Regions from separate parts of the Sus scrofa genome. Here region 1 is linked to region 2. A link is a contact called in public HiChIP or PLAC-seq data. All regions are on one chromosome and are shown on one strand. The core of a region is the stretch at or near the end of the contact, and the rest is flanking DNA. Distances in the headings are between cores, read along the strand shown.

Region 1 (4,914 bases), core at 619-3,118, 390 kb before region 2:
CGCGTCACCGCGTCTCTGTCCAGCCCTGGAGCTGCTGAAGAACGCCATCGGGAAGGCCGGCTACACCGACAAGGTCGTCATCGGCATGGACGTGGCCGCCTCGGAGTTCTACAGGTCGGGCAAGTACGACCTGGACTTCAAGTCACCCGACGACCCCAGCAGGTACATCTCACCGGACCAGCTGGCCGATCTGTACAAGTCCTTCATCAGGGACTATCCAGGTGAGTACTCCGGGAGTGCCGGCCGCCGCAGAGCGGCATCTCCCTCGGTCACTGTCACCCCGGCCCCTGAGCAGAGGCAGTCCTGGTCCTGCTGGGCGAGGACAGGAGCCTTGAGAACCAGGACCGCCGGGGCACCTCTAGGCCCTGGCACACCGGGAGGGTGGGGCAAGCAAGGCACGAGTAGGTTAGGACTGGCCTGAGGGTGCGCAGCAGATGGTGGGCCAGGTGTTCAGGCCAGGAAGTGTCCCCACGTCCCTGCATTTAATGCTCAGCTGAGTGACTTCCTGGGCGTGAAGCCAGGACCCCGACAGACGTCTTTTGTCTGAGCGCACAGCTCTCTCAACCACCCTGGGCAGTAAGTGTCCCATGCGACAATTGTGGGGTCGCAGGATGGCAGGTGATTGTGCCGTCACAGGGGTGGGTTGGTAGGGCAGCGGGTTCTGAGCCTGGCCCATAGGTGGGAAGGTGAAGCAGGTGAGCCCGGAGTTGGGTGGGCAGGCGGCCAGGAGGCTGAGGCCGCACTGAGGAGACACGCTGTTCGTCCTTCTGTCCGTAGTGGTGTCCATCGAGGACCCCTTCGACCAGGATGACTGGGAAGCCTGGCAAAAGTTCACTGGCAGCGCGGGAATCCAGGTGGTGGGCGACGACCTCACGGTGACCAACCCCAAGAGGATTTCCAAGGCCGTGGCTGAGAAATCGTGCAACTGCCTCCTGCTCAAAGTCAACCAGATCGGCTCGGTGACCGAGTCCCTGCAGGCGTAAGTAGCTTCACGGGCAGCTTGCAGGAGGGAGGGCCCGTGGCCCGAGTGGGGGACCCTCCTGGTTAGAATTCTAAGCAGGCTTGGAGGTAGAACGCAATGTGGCTTTTCAAGTAAGCAGTGGCCCCAAGGGACCAGGGCACCGGGCAGTGGTGGCCTCATCCGGATGGGGAACCTCTGTCCGGTGTTTCACACATGACTCGAGGGCTGGGAAGGTGCCCGGGGGTTGAGCGGAGGTCAGGGCCATCCTCTTGCCACCGTTGAGAGCTTGGCTGCTGCCCCGTCCCTCCCAGGGGTGATGCGTCACAGGCTCAGGAGGGGCCTCGTGCCGTGCGGCACAGCCATGCCTGTGGGTTGTCCCCGGCCTCTAGGTGCAAGCTGGCGCAGTCCAACGGCTGGGGCGTCATGGTGTCACATCGCTCCGGGGAGACCGAAGACACCTTCATCGCTGACCTGGTGGTGGGGCTCTGCACCGGGCAGGTGAGCGCCCAACACGCAAGCAGGCCTGCTGCTTCTCTCTGACCTCGGCGCCTGAGCACAGACCCGGGTGGTGGTGGGGGAGGGGAGATGGGATCCTGGATGCCCCCTTTATCCCCTCCTTCCCAGGCTCAGGGCCTCCTTAAGAAACTTGTCTCTGCCGTGGCACCCTCTCCTTGCCTAAAATGCCCACGAGATTCAGTGTCCACTTCGAGCAATCTTCCTTCTTTCCTTCCAGATCAAGACTGGCGCACCTTGCCGATCCGAGCGCTTGGCCAAGTACAACCAGATCCTCAGGTAAAGAGTGGGTGCAGCCTCCAAGGGGGGCCCTGAGCTGGGGCTGGGTGCTGGCCCCCGCTGTGTTCCTTTGGGGTGGGTGGCCGCCTGGCAGGATGGCCCCAGAGCCGGGCCTGTTCCACACAACGCCGCCCTCGTGTGGCTGGAGAGGGAACAGCCCCCGCCTTAGACAATTTAATGACCACCTTTGGGCGCGGGAAGGGAGCCTTCGTAGGTCTTATTCATCTCCCGTTCTGTGGACAAGGGTCCTTCAGGTCAGAGAGAGGAGGAATGACTGCCAAAGGGCAGACCGCGGTTCCACTGTTCAGGTCCTCCCCTCTCTGTGGGGAAGCTCCTGTGAAAACAGGGAGACCTGCCCTTTTGTCCTTAGTTTTCCCAGTCTTGCAGGGAAAAGGCACGTCCATTTCCCAAGTCCTCCTGTGTCACCCCATCTTTAAAACTTTATCTTGGAAAATGTCAAGCTTATAAGAAATGCAGTGAATGGTGGCATGTATCCCTCCCCTCACCCGGACACTCCAGCTGCCCCTGTTCCTCTGGGTTTCGTCTCTTTTCACCCCCTTTGCTTTCCTGAAAATTACAGAGCAAGTTCCAGGCATCTCAGGATTTCACCTGTAGATACTTCTTTTGGAGTTCCTGTTGTGGCTCATGGTTAAGAATCCTCTGTCATGCTATGTCGGCGTAGTGTCTGTGAGGATGTGGGTTCGATCCCTGGCCTCACTCAGTGGGTTAAGGATCCTCTGTTAACTGCAAGCTGTGGTGTAGTTTGCAGATGCGGCTCAGATTTAATGTTGCTGTGCCTATTGTGTAGGCCGGCAGCTGCAGCTCCAATTTTTTCTTTTTTTTTTTTTTTTTTTTTGTCTTTTTGCCTTTTCTAGGGCTGCTCCCGTGGCATATGGAGGTTCCCAGGCTAGGGGTCAAATCGGAGCTGTAGCTGCCAGCCTACTCCAGAGCCACAGCAACGCGGGATCCGAGCCGCATCTGTAACCTACACCACAGCTCACGGCAACACGGGATCCTTAACCCACTGAACAAGGGCAGGGATCGAACCCACAACCTATGGTTCCTAGTTTGATTTTTAACCACTGAGCCACGACGGGAACTCCTGCAGCTCCGATTGGACCCCTAGCCTGGGAAGTTCCATGTGCTACAGGTGTACCGTAAAAAGAAAAGAGAAACAGTTACTCTGGGGGTTTTTTTTGGTTTTTGTTTTTGTCTTTTTGCTATTTCTTGGGCCGCTCCCACGGCATATGGAGGTTCCCAGGCTAGGGGTCCAATCAGAGCTGCAGCCACCAGCCTGCGCCAGAGCCACAGCAACGCTGGGTCCGAGCTGTGTCTGCAACCTACACCACAGCTCACGGCAACGCCGGATCGTTAACCCACTGAGCAAGGGCAGGGACCGAACCCGCAACCTCATGGTTCCTAGTCGGATTCATTAACCACTGCACCATGACGGGAACTCCTACTCTGGGTTTTTAACATAACCACTCTGCCATGTTGGCGCCACAACTGCACCAATTAGTGGTAATTCTGCAGTAGGGGCACCAAGTCTCTTCATCGGGTCAGTCTTCCCTGGGGCCCCAAAGGGGCTTTTTTTTAACATCAGGATCAAAACACGCACATACCCTTGGGCTCCCCCTCCTTTTATCCCCGCGCCACTTTGAGTTGTCATCTCGTTTAACAACATTTTTTAATATTCTAAGCACTGGCGATCCTGCCATTTCTTCGCTCTTGTCCTTCAGGAACGCTGGGGGCAGCGGGGGAGCCCGAGAGCCGAGTGCTTTCCCGCCCCTGCTGCCTCCGAGCTGGTTTAGGGGATTAGCTGGACAGGCTGGGCGAGTCCTGAGTCTTGTCCTGAGGCAGGAGGTGTGTCTGACCCCTTCTCTGGGGGGAATCTTAGCTGAGGTTTGCCTCTCATTTCCTCCCCATCGCAATCCTTCTGCTTCCGCAGAATCGAAGAGGAACTGGGCAGCAAGGCCAAGTTTGCCGGCAGGAACTTCAGAAACCCCCTCGCCAAGTAAGCTCTGGGCGGCCGGCCCTGAGCCCCGTGGTCACTCGTCGGCTCATCAGACCTGCGCTCCATGTCGCTCGGCAGCTCGAGGCCCCGCCAGTGCTTGTGGGGCCTCCAGTAGTCGACGACCCTCCCCTCCCTGTGATGTCTCACTGCTTCCTTAGACCTGCTGCCGAAGCCGAGCTCCACCATCTGGAACCTGCTGGAAGCCCTAGCTCAGTAATCATGTGATTGGCCCAAATCATTGTTCTTCTCACCTCGCTTCCACCAAGTGTCTGGAGCCATGTGTGCCCACATTGCGGTCTCCGAGGTGGCCTGGGGCAAGATCCCCAGCGGTTTTGTGTGCAAAATAAAAAAGGCCTCAGTGACCCGGAGGGATGCTGTGTGTGTGTGTGTGTGTGTGAAACAGTCTGGGAGTCTGTCCTCGGGGTGTTCATGGAGTACCTGTTGGGGGTATAGGCCTTGGAGAGCTTCCTGTCACCTTGAGAAAGGAGCTTGGAGGACGTTGCTAAATCACGGGAAGGGCAGGTTGGGGGTGCGCAGCGTCCCCCCTTCTGCAGAAGCTGGGGCAGCACTGGGAGCCCGAGCCCAACTTCACGTTTAGACATGTTATTTGGGAGAAAATAGAAATGCAGAGCTCTCGGGACTTCCCGTCGAGGCACAGCAGAAACGAATGTGACTAGGATCCATGAGGTTGTGCGTTCGATCCCTGGCCTTGCTCAGTGGAATCCAGTGTTGCTGTGAACTTTGGTGTAGGTTGCAGGCGAGGCTCAGATCCTTCGTGGCTGTGGCTGTGGTGTAGGCTGGCAACTATGGCTCTGGTTCGACCCTTAGCCTGGGAACATCCATATGCCACACATGGCAGCCCTAAAAAAAAAGAAAGGGAGTTCCCATCATGGCTCAGTGGTTAGTGAATCCGACTAGGAACCATGAGGTTTCGGGTTCGGTCCCTGGCATTGCTCAGTGGGTTAAGGATCCAGCGTTGCCGTGAGCTGTGGTGTAGGTCGCAGATGCGGCTCGGATCCCAAGTTGCTGTGGCTGTGGCTGCGGCATAGGCTAGCAGCTACAGCTCCTATTAGACCCCTAGCCTGGGAACCTCCATGTGCTGTGGGAGCAGCCCCAGAAAAAGCAAAAAGACCAAAAAAAAAAAAAA
Region 2 (4,980 bases), core at 1,585-4,084:
CACATGCTACGGTGAGTGCAGCCAAAAAAACCCCCAAAAATAAAATTTTAAATGTGCTTGAAACCATAACGCTTGGGTAACTGGTTCATTTTTATCTTACTTGAAGTTATGTTCTGGTATAATAACTTAGGAAAATAGAGTAAAAATTAATGGCACTCTTTTGAAAAGGGAGGCAAAAAGGGCGTCTGCCCACCCGGAGCTCACAGGCTGGCGGAGAGGCCGACGGGCCTTGCATTCTTCTCTGGCAGCAGCCCGAGGGGCCGAGGGGCCGTCACCGAGCCTCTCCAGGGCTCAATCGGGGGGCCCTTCTCGGGGTGCACACATCTGGGAAAAGCCACACGCGCCTTTTTCTCTCTGGAATGGTGGCCATCCCATAAAGAGCCCGACTCCTCCCAGCAGAGCTGTTTTGTTCTGCTTTAAAAATGAGTATTCCTTTTATTTCAGTCTTGGACTGAAGACTCTGCTTCCCCTTTTCTCCCATGCGTTTCTGTTCCGCACGTAGACACGCATCTCTGTGTCTGCAGATCGAAGGTAAGGCCTCCTGAGCAGAAACCTCATTTTAATACCTCTTTGCGTCACCCTGGGGACCCTGCAAAGGCCCTTACTTAGTGTTGGTGTAAACGAAGTGTGCGTGTGTGTTCACACACGTGAATGATGGCATCGAAGCGCGTCGTGTGTGTCTACACCTTAAAGGTACAACTCCGCCGTGTTTTTTAAGGAAAAGTTTTCCTCATCTCTTGCTCTTTGTGTTGGCTTTTGTGATCTGCCTCGATGCTGTTTAAAAGACCAGCCAACACCCAGACACCCCAGGCCTTCGACTGTAAAGTGGGCAGCATCCTCGTTAACTCTGATGGCCCCCGGGTAGTGACTCGGGGCCCCTCTGCACGTTGGACTTCCCTGTTCTGTTTGTCATGGGCAGTAAATCCACTCTGCTGTTTGCCCAGCGGTTCTGTTTTCTAGATTATTTATAAGATTGAAACCCATTGTTTATTTTTCTCAGCAGGTTTATTGAGCGAGTCAAGAATAAAATATTGTCTTAAGCAGTAGAGTAAGCCATTAGCCAATTGCAGCTTGGCTTCAAAAGGATCGCTGGAGAGCCCCTCCCTCCCTCTCCCTCCCTCCCTCTCTCTCCTCCCGCCCCCCCCCCCCCCGGAGGTGGGAGCCAAGGGAGGTGGAGGATGTTCGGTGCTGCCAGATTTTTGCAGTTTTGCAAGGTTCCTGAGACTGTTTATGGTTTGGTATTTTTTTTCCCCCCTTTAGTCAGTTAGTGAGTCACCGTCATATGCTATTTTATTATCTTGAAAACAGACTGGAATTTTTATCCTGTGTCTTTGCCGTGTGAGGGAAGCCCCACTGAGGATGTTCTGAACAATATTAAGTACACACTTTTTCCTCTGGTGTTTTTCTGTGTGTTTTCAGCTGCAGCCGTTGTCTCCTGCTCCCATGTGCAGGAGTTGGACTTTTCTGACTTTGGCAAAAAGCGTTGACTTCCGTCCACGTCTCTGAGTAGCTCAGAGGGCTGGAAGCAGCGTAGTAGGTCCACGCCTCCAGGTTTGGGGATGCCTGCTGGAGGCATGCCTCCCGAGGCCGGAGCTGGGTGTCTTTCCCACAGACGCTCTGCTTTGGAAAAATGCGTTAATGAGGCTCGTGGAATTGGGTCAGAGGTGTGTGGCCTCAGGTGGTCAAGGGAGGGTTTTGCTGTTGGAGGGAGAGTCTGGCATTCGTGGAATTACTGAATTCTGAAGCAAATGGCCTGGTGAATCTGTGTGCACAGCCAGCGGCGGAGTAAAGGAGGCAGCGAGGGAGCTGGGCAGCCCCGCAGGCTTTCTGAAGACTGTGGGACACAAAGCAAAACAAAACTTCTTAAACAAACATCTACGTTTACTCTGTCCTCTGGACTGAATTTCCTTGTCAAAGCTTGAAGCCCTTGTCCCGATGTAAAGCCCTCAGATGCCTCAGGGGACGAGTCCTCGGGTTTCTGTCTCCTCCTCTGGCCACCGGAGGTTTAGGCAGGGTGACCCCCGCGGGTAAAGGCAGGCGCTCTGTGTTCGTACTGGAGTGTGCCAGTTCAAGGTGAGAGTGTGTCCCCGTCTGTCCGGTGTATTTGACGCGGACTCAAGCACACTGCTTTCTTTTGCATGTATTCTGTTCTGAGACATTTTCCCAGGTCATTGTATTGCTGGAAGTAGTTTTGCAAATCAGTGACTTCCGTGTGGATGAACACAGTGGGTGGTTTATTTCTCAGGCCAGCTCATCAACACGCACTTGGAGCTGAGTGTTCTGAGAGGGTACAGGATGGGGTTCTGCTCCCTCGGGGTCACTCCGAGTAGGGGTTGGCGTGAGCCGAGGCGCCAGACTGTGTGGTATGGACAGTAAGTGGCCCTGGGAGTCGGAGGAGCCGAGGTTGAGGCTGAAGGAATTGGGCCCCCCCTGGAAGATGTGCTCTCGGGGCTGAAGCTGCTTGACGTATAGGTTTTTAAAATGTTAGGACTTGTTTGCGGTGCCTGGCCAGAAAAAGTCCTTGAAGTATCCTTGTCTACTGAATTTTCCAAACACCCAGGTCCCTCTGCAGCTGTCCTACAGAATGGTGGCTCTGCTGTTCCTGAGAATTTGGTGACGCTGAACCCATTACATCGGACCACGTGGTTTTGGACACTTCTGTTGTTTGAAATGCCTTCCTTTTATTGAGCCGCCATCACCCTAGTCATGTCCCTTGACAACAGAGAGAATTATTGCCACGACCCACCCTCTCGGGCTCTTCTCACAGCTCAGGGCAGCCAGCACATCCCCTGCTGGGCTCTGGCTCCAGGCTGTCCTCACGCGCCTCTGCCCCGCACTGTCACCCCAGGTGAGCTCCAGATGGGCCTGAGCAAAGATGTCCACGCCCACTACAGCACAGTCCTGCATCGGACAGCAGAAACCAAGAGCTTTAGTCATGGCCCCGGACCCTCCCCAGGCCTCTCACTCTCCTTCCAGGAGGGGGAGGGGGACTGACCCCAAGAGTGTGCTTCAGGGCAGAGCCACTCCTTCCGGTTGGTAGAGAGGGGACCCCAACAGTGTGCTTCATGGCGAGCACGTCTGACCCAAGGGTGGCAGCTCCACTTTTCTGCCTCTGGCCTCACCTGTTGTGCTCAAGGAATCCAGTCTGGGTAGGAAGCCCAGCGGTTCACTGTCCTACCGCTGCTGCCTCACCCAAGGGCAAGGCCTCACCACCACTGTCTTGGGTAAACACAGGTTCCCTAGACTGTTCCCTGTTCTCAGAGGCTGTACTCCCTCTGCAGATTTGGAGATGGCTGACGTTTCCTTAAGACATACACCGCTTGAAGTGGAAGATAACACGACCCATTTCTCCAGGTCCTCTGCTGTGTATGCCGCACAACAAGAACGGCAGTGCCTCTCCTGACTGGGGGGAAATTGTCTCAGTTCCTTGCAGAGATGGCCAGCAGTGGGGCTGATAGAAATCCCTCTCGGGCCCCCTTCCTCTACCTCGCATCCCACCCCTAAAATAGTACCAGACCGTGTAACTTGTTGGGGGCACCCCCAGACCAAGCACTTCTCTGTTTGACTTTTGTTCACTTCTTGTTTTCTTTCACTGCCACCCCCTGCCCCCAGCCCAGCCCCACCTTCCCCCCAGCACTCTCGCAGGAGTCATTTTTTATAGCACACATAACCTTTAAACCGAAAGTGCATTGCTGATAACAAAATGAATGTCTTTTCTGCTTTTATTTTGAAAAGTCCTCCCCGTTGTTTAAAGTGGAGGACATTCGTGCTGAAAGCCTGTTGAAGGAGGCGCTAGCGCATCCCAGAGGGACTTTTGATTTATTTCCTTAACTCTGCCCTCCTTTCTCTGTGGTTCAAAGACCTTTAATGATCTGTGAAGCTCTGAGACTTCAGTGCAAAACAGTAGTTGCTTTAAGAACCCCTCCCACTGGATAAAAGGCCTGCTGGTTTCCACACGCTGGGTTTTTGACTCCCTGAAAGGCTGCCCTCTCACAGATTTTGGTTCTGCAGCATGATATGCTGGACTGGGGCCTTGATAATGCTTTTGTGAAATATGTTTTCTCCTTCTCTCCCTCTTTGAAAAGTTGTAATGAAAATTCCGGGCTCCTGGCCAGCCTGTGGGATGTGATACAGTAGAAATGTTTCTGGTGCCCTTTGCTACTCTTCCGCTCTTTTTTTTTTTTTTTTTTGCTTTTGAGGGCCACACCCATAGCATATGGAGGTTCCCAGGCTAGGGGTCCCAGGCTGCCGGCCTACACCACAGCCACAGCAACGACAGATCCAAGCCACATCTGTGACCTAAACCACAGCTCATGGCAACACCGGATCCTTAATCCACTGAGCGAGGCCAGGGATCAAACCCACAACCTCATGGTTCCTAGTCGGATGCAGATCTGCTGCGCCACAGTGGGAACTCCTGTTACTCTTAAGCTTTGATTAGGTTTATTTCCCATAAGCTTAATTTCGCTCCCCAGCCCCCCCCCCCCTTTTTATGGCTGAGAAGGTTAACTAAGCCAAGGTTAGTAAGCATTTTGTTGTGTAAGTTGCCACAACCTTAGCAGAGTCACCAGGCCAGGCTTTTATGGCAGAAAGAAGTGGCAGGGGGGACAACTTTTCTCTCCATGTTTGCTTCTTTCTTCTGAGACTGCCTTCTTCTTTTAAGGCTGGCCTTTGAGAGGCGAGCTCTGTCGGTTCCCCCATTTCTTCTACTCAAGGTGTTTCAGGAAACCACTGTTCAGCTTGTCTTGAGATTGTGTTCGTTAAGTTAAAAGTCACTAAGTTAAAAGTCACGCTAGACCTGTCTCTTTGGGGTTTCTGCCAGGTGGAGGGAGGAGGCCCCCACAGCAGCAGGCTGCAGTGACACTCCTTTGATCCTGCTTGTGGTTCTCCATTTCAAAAGAAAGCAGTGGTTGCAGCTTTAGTCCTCCTTTGACTTTGTATTTATAGCTCTTTTCATCCTTACAAATGAGAGCACTTTAC

What was found. HiChIP or PLAC-seq counts read pairs in DNA pulled down with a chosen protein or histone mark.
Region 1: an H3K27ac HiChIP or PLAC-seq map of skeletal muscle shows a contact between it and region 2, with 4 times the contacts expected there. The contact joins two enhancer-like sites. A contact is called at or near these places in 2 of 2 datasets of contacts at active chromatin or transcription factors (alveolar macrophages and skeletal muscle).

What each region holds. Positions count from the first base shown.
Region 1 is chr6:69,385,100-69,390,013 of Sscrofa11.1, reverse strand. ENO1 (alpha-enolase) reads left to right here. Exons shown (of 12, transcript XM_021095279.1): 8 at 24-221; 9 at 778-979; 10 at 1,351-1,459; 11 at 1,695-1,753; 12 at 3,702-4,135. The coding sequence ends at 3,771. Among named protein-coding and RNA genes, the nearest start is that of ENO1, 14 kb to the left of the region's middle. Within about 2 kb of position 1,868, at least 9 of the 83 cell types and tissues checked have an H3K27ac peak or open chromatin away from gene starts, as enhancers often do. A contact at or near this core is called in skeletal muscle, where this site is marked.
Region 2 is chr6:68,997,440-69,002,419 of Sscrofa11.1, reverse strand. The region is part of intron 12 of RERE (arginine-glutamic acid dipeptide repeats protein); the gene reads left to right. Among named protein-coding and RNA genes, the nearest start is that of SLC45A1, 66 kb to the right of the region's middle. Within about 2 kb of position 2,834, at least 31 of the 83 cell types and tissues checked have an H3K27ac peak or open chromatin away from gene starts, as enhancers often do. A contact at or near this core is called in skeletal muscle, where this site is marked.